Linked DNA regions of Zea mays: region 2 is linked to region 1. A link is a contact called in public Hi-C data. All regions are on one chromosome and are shown on one strand. The core of a region is the stretch at or near the end of the contact, and the rest is flanking DNA. Distances in the headings are between cores, read along the strand shown. Region 1 holds the start of LOC100272474. Region 2 holds the start of LOC100191443.

Evidence for each region. Hi-C and Micro-C count contacts between places; a contact is called where the count stands out from the background.
Region 2: a contact with region 1 is called in a Hi-C map of ear, with 1.7 times the contacts expected there. The contact joins the promoter of LOC100191443 here to the promoter of LOC100272474 in region 1. A contact is called at or near these places in 3 of 25 Hi-C or Micro-C datasets (bundle sheath, ear and tassel).

What each region holds. Positions count from the first base shown.
Region 1 is chr9:16,440,430-16,443,129 of Zm-B73-REFERENCE-NAM-5.0, reverse strand. LOC100272474 reads right to left here and starts at 1,327. Exons shown (of 3, transcript NM_001146946.1): 1 at 806-1,327. The coding sequence starts at 1,250. It overlaps LOC103638005 (putative clathrin assembly protein At5g35200), which reads right to left. Exons shown (of 16, transcript XM_008661000.4): 16 at 1,815-2,604. The coding sequence ends at 2,200.
Region 2 is chr9:17,022,962-17,025,661 of Zm-B73-REFERENCE-NAM-5.0, reverse strand. LOC100191443 reads left to right here and starts at 1,380. Exons shown (of 10, transcript NM_001136876.1): 1 at 1,380-1,640; 2 at 1,731-1,917. The coding sequence starts at 1,756.

The sequences.
Region 1 (2,700 bases), core at 78-2,577:
AAGGCAACGCATCTTTGTCATCTGTTTTCAAACGTCAACGAATTTACTAAATATAGTTGCTTATGTAAAAAAAGTACCTCTTACAGCTTTAAAGCAGTAAAGCATTCTTCAAAATCCATAAATGCATCTCATTTATACCAACCAACTCTTGTATGTATTTAATATAATATGAAGTCAAATCTATAATAGCGAACACCACATGGAAAATGGAACAGAAGTACAAAACGAAATCATGACTTCATGAGACCTGTACTCAGCAGCAATACAGCCTTAACAGCATACAGAACGAGCTCATGTCTTCCAAACATAGTAGTACATAAGAGTTCCTCCAGTTTGTTTCAGCCTATTCCAGGCAACCTCACAGCCAATCAAATGAGCTTAAACCCCAAATATCACACTCTGGTAACTGTAAAAACCCGAAATCAAAGCTGAAAACATTGACTCGTCCTCTGATCATCCCATCTATCAATACTCTCAAAAGTCATGAACTTGTTGCACAAGCACTCGCATGCCATTATCCCATGACCCAGCTTCCACAACAGTAATCTTAAACATCCCAGAGTACTATTAGGTAATAGGGTACCTAATTGAGTTCTATCTTCTCTCAATTCCACTAAAATTTACTGGTACTAACAAGTATAACAACTCCCATAACCAGCGACCTTTACACCCACCCCAGGGAACCACTCCACAGGAAGCATCAGCCACCAGCACAGGCGCAATCTGCGTAGGCAGATGCCAATATTTGCAGAAGTAGCAAACAATCGCAGTCGTGTTGGTGCCAGAGCCGAGAAGAGATAATTACCCTCATCTAGGGCGAGCACGGGGAAGTCGATCCACGCCTCGGGCCGCGCGGCGAGGGCACGCGCTGCTCCCACGACATCATCTGCGATCTGGTCGGCAGCAGCAGGAGGAGGCGGACGCGGGGACGGGGACGAGGCGGCCTGCTGTGACTCGAGCGCGTCGGGGGCGGGGTGGTCGGGCGCCGGCGAGGAGCGGGAGAAGCCGCCGCGGAAGGAGCCGCCGATCTCGGCGAGGTCGGAGAGGATGCCCGCGAGGAGCGACGGTGACGGCGGCGCGGCGGGGTGCGGGGACGGGGAGCGGCGCGGGCGGCGGCGGCCCGTGGGGGTGGGTGGCGGGGAGTCGGTGTGGGCCGGGTTGAGGAGCGGGTGCAGGAAGCAGGCGATGTCGAGCAGGTGGCGCCCCAGCTCGGATAGGTCGTCGCGGACGCCGCGCAGCCCGCGCGCCATCCGCCCCCTTCGCCGGCCGACTCGCCTCGCGCTCGCTTTCGCGATTGCTTTTGCGGCCTCGCGGTGCGGGGGGTTGCTTCCCCCTTTGCTTTCGCTGGGGGGCCTTGCCTTGGCGACTTGGCGTGGTGTGGGTGGGGTGAAGTGACGTGGGCTTGGTGGGGGAGGCAATGATTGGGACTTGCGGCAGCAGGAAGAGGGTGGCGGTCTGGCGGACTCGGGAGGGAGAGAGAGGCTTCCGGTTCCCGGCTCCACGTGCTTGGGGCGGGCCGCCGTTGGTTCGCTGATCAGTGATCGCGCGCGAGTGGCGCTGGCTGGGTGCGCCGTTCGGCCCGTTCCTGGATTCCATATGCTGCTGCCGCCGGTAGTTGCGCGATGAGAAAAATGAGACATCTCGGCGACCGCTTCCACCGGCGTCTACGAGGCTAAAGTGAAACGGCGGCAGGCAAGCGCACGCCGAGGGGAAAGACGGGGCCACACACTAGCACCGGCAAGAGCAGGATCGACTTTCCAGCTTCATGATGAGATGTCGATCTACTTGTTTCCATTGGATCACACAAAGTCAGCTGCTAAAAAAAAGAATGCCTGCATTATTCAACCGTATCCAGCGTATGTTCACCAAGAATAATCCAATCTCAATCTCGACGGGCCGTCCTGACGAGTCTCGCCGCCACGAGAATCGACTCTCATGTGCACACGAACAAGTGGCCAAACTCTATGTTGTATAATATACATGCACTCACCTCCTACGTACAGGACACCACCCGACGCTGCTATTTATAAATAACCAACCGTGACCGCCTCTACCTGCCTGCCTGCCTGTCTGTGCTACAAATTTCCTTCTCACAATGGCACCAAGAAAACTTGGACAAAAAGAATGAATGGTGGGGCAACAGTAGCGCTAACGCAACCAAGAAACTGGCCACCGGGCGTGGCCGCGTGGGGTACTAGATCAGATCAGCCCCGTGTAGACGTTGCCGGGCCCGGCGTGGAGCGGCATGCCGGCGGCGCCGTAGGGATGCGCGCCGGCGGCCGCGAAGGGGTTGCCGAAAGGGTTCGCGGGGTTCTGCTGCATCTGCATCGGGTGGTGGACCGCCGGCGCCGGCGCCATCATCTGCTGCTGCAGCATGAAAACCTGCTGCTGCTGCTGGTGGTGAGCCATCGCCGCCATCTGCACGCCGTGCGGCGCCGCGTACCCGTTCGAGGCGTAGAACGGATCGTGCATCGCCGGCGCCATGGTGGTCATCATCGGGGCAGACGCGGTTGCATCCCAGGGGTTGTAGCTCGCCGGCTGGCTCGCTCTCCGGTTCGCCTCGTCGTACAGGCTATCAAGGGTCAGCAAGTCCAGACCACCGGCCTGCACAGAATTTCAGTTTTTTGGCGAGCACAGCGATGAGCAACCAGCCAATCCCTGCCTGAAAAACGTTTGCGAGATAGAGGCGGTTCAGCAGCC
Region 2 (2,700 bases), core at 131-2,630, 580 kb before region 1:
GACCAATGCAAAGCTACATTTTCAGCACTCAGTGTGGACACCAAATATGTCCTAAGTGTTTGTATGCCTATCTATATGATTACTATGATCGCCTTTGCATGTCATATTTTTTTCTAGTACTAAAACAGTCGTGTGTCTTTGTATAAAAAGATGCAAGTTAAAAATAATTTTACTCCTTCTGTTCTAGATTATAAGATGTTTTGGTAGTTTCAGATACAATATATTTTACTGTGTATATAGACGTAACTCATAAGTCATAACTAGGCACATAACAAAAGATATAAATATAGAAAAAACAAACATGTTATAATTTGCTTGTTGATCCGAGTCTTCTCATTATCCATATCACTCATTTCAAACTCTTTATCTTCATCCTTCTTTATTGGCTCCTTGCTACTTTCTATTCTAGTATTTTTGTACGCCTCATTCACGATGCGTCTATTGGTTTACTGCGTCCGCACTTAGTCCCACGTGAGCCCGGCCGACCAGGTACAACCATTTTTGACGTATGCGCAGATGCAGGTAAATGGCCTTAGAATGACTTTTTTTGCGTCCACTCATGCAGCCACCGTTCCTCTCGTACAAACAACCAAACAGACGATCAGTTAAAGTCAACACACGCGATAATTCAGAATAAATTGGTGTGAGTAACCAATCAGGTGGGATATGTGTGCCTTCCCTGCTCTCCTTCATCTCCTTTGACTCCCTAGTCCCTATTGTCGCCCACCATTGCTACGGTAATCTGTAGCTTCATCGGGTTCTCGTCAAGTCGTTGTGACTACTCATGATCTATCTTCACCGTCGAAGATGTATAAACCTTAACTTGACGGAGATGAAAATTTGTCACGAGAAAAATGCTAAGGCATGTATGTGATCGGTAAAAAAAAAATCAAGTGTTGATAAAGAGTAAACCATTCTAGTCTAATATAACATTTCTCTAAATAAACTACTTTACAATTTTGTTGTTGGTGGTGTAGAGTTTCACTTAAGGTCTTGTTCGGTTATTTTTATTACATATAAATTGGATATTATTAGAAAAAATTAAGAAAAAATTTGACTTATTTAGAATTTAAATCGAATCAATCAATTTTACTGAGGCGAACCCAACAATCTTAAATCTATTGAACTCACGAGCACAACCGACACCATAACTACACCACACTGTCATAGGCCCACACTGGTGTGCGTCTGTACCCCTTGCAAATATCGCGTCCGCGTCTCCATTGCCACGTCTTCTAGAAAACGCTGTTACGCAAGCTAACTTTTGTTGAAGCCCAAAAAGAAAACGCCGTTACCCTAGCTAATTTATCCCCTCACCCAGTCACCCGTCGCTATCGACCCCATCGCGTTGCCGGATCGAGCTCAGCTCTATCTCGAACCTTGGTTCGCCGCACGGCACCAGAAGCACGGCCGTGTTCTCATCCCCTCCACACGTTTCCGCCTCCCGATCCACGTCCGCCGTTAGCCGCGGCCGACACAGCTCCTCCTCCTCCTCGCAGCTCTTCTCCAGCTCTCGGAGGCCCGAGGTTTCATCGACCCGCGCTCCTTCATCCTCGACACCTCACTCCGGCGGCGCGGGTCCGCAGTGCTGCACATCGCGAGCCGCGCGGCACAGCCGCACTTGTTGTCCTTCGTGCGTGGTAAGGGCTGGTGGCTCGCCTGCCTTCCGATCGCCTCTCTTATGTCCGCGTGTCGCCTGTGCGATCTGAATGTTCGGTTGGTGCGGACAGGGGTGCGGTTCGACGCGGCGGCGGGATGGCGGCGAGCGCGCGGGACAGCGCCGATGCAGCGGAGCGAGTTGTGGATGACCACGACGGCTGGGCGTCGGACGCCGAGATGGACGTGGAGATGGATGTGGTGGAAGGCGATGCCGACCGGAGGGACGGCGGCGCGGATGGTGATGATGAATACTTGCTGGTGCGTATGGCCTTTCCCGGTGCTCCTGCCGTTGGTGGAGGTCTTTTGATTCTGTCGAACTCGCAAATCTGAGGAGGCCGACGCGTGTTGGCTCGGTCCTACTCTCGATTAATTGCCCAAGTTTTGTGCCGGCTTCCTATTCACCTGCGGAAGTCGAGGTTGATATCGTTCTGGGCTTGGTGGGTAGCATGGCGCGGTACATGTAGATCATTAAAACTGCGCATGGACATAGATGGATCTTCATGTGTACTAGGTTTCTATTCTATCCGGAACTTAAGTTTATATTGCCATAGTTTAAGCTAAGTTTTATGGTCTTAGGTGTGAATTGTGATGTTGATGATGGGGTGAACCAGGTGGTAAAGTGCACGCGGAAAACCAGTTGAAAAACAAGAAAACAATTGTTTTGTTTGGGCAGGGTAGAAATGTTAATTTGCAGTAGTATGTTTCTACTACTTTTCAAAGCGCATGCCAAATTGCAAGGAAACATTAGCGGAGTGATAGACAAAAGCGTCAAAAGATTTCTCTAATTTTCTGGTTAAGTTTGCAGTGTTGTTTTTTCCTCATTTAGTCCTTGGCTGCTCAATTATTTATAGGACAGCAGACTTGATGTCAACGGGGCTTGTGGAGAAGATGTGTTTTGGCCAATCATGTAGGTCTAGAATGCTATGTCTTCTCTTTTTTGTGCTTATCTTCAGCCAGTAATGACTTGGTTTGCCATCCTCTGGTAGGTCGCTTTCGTACTCGACATTTGTTGCATAATTTTCTATGCCCAACATGGCAGGG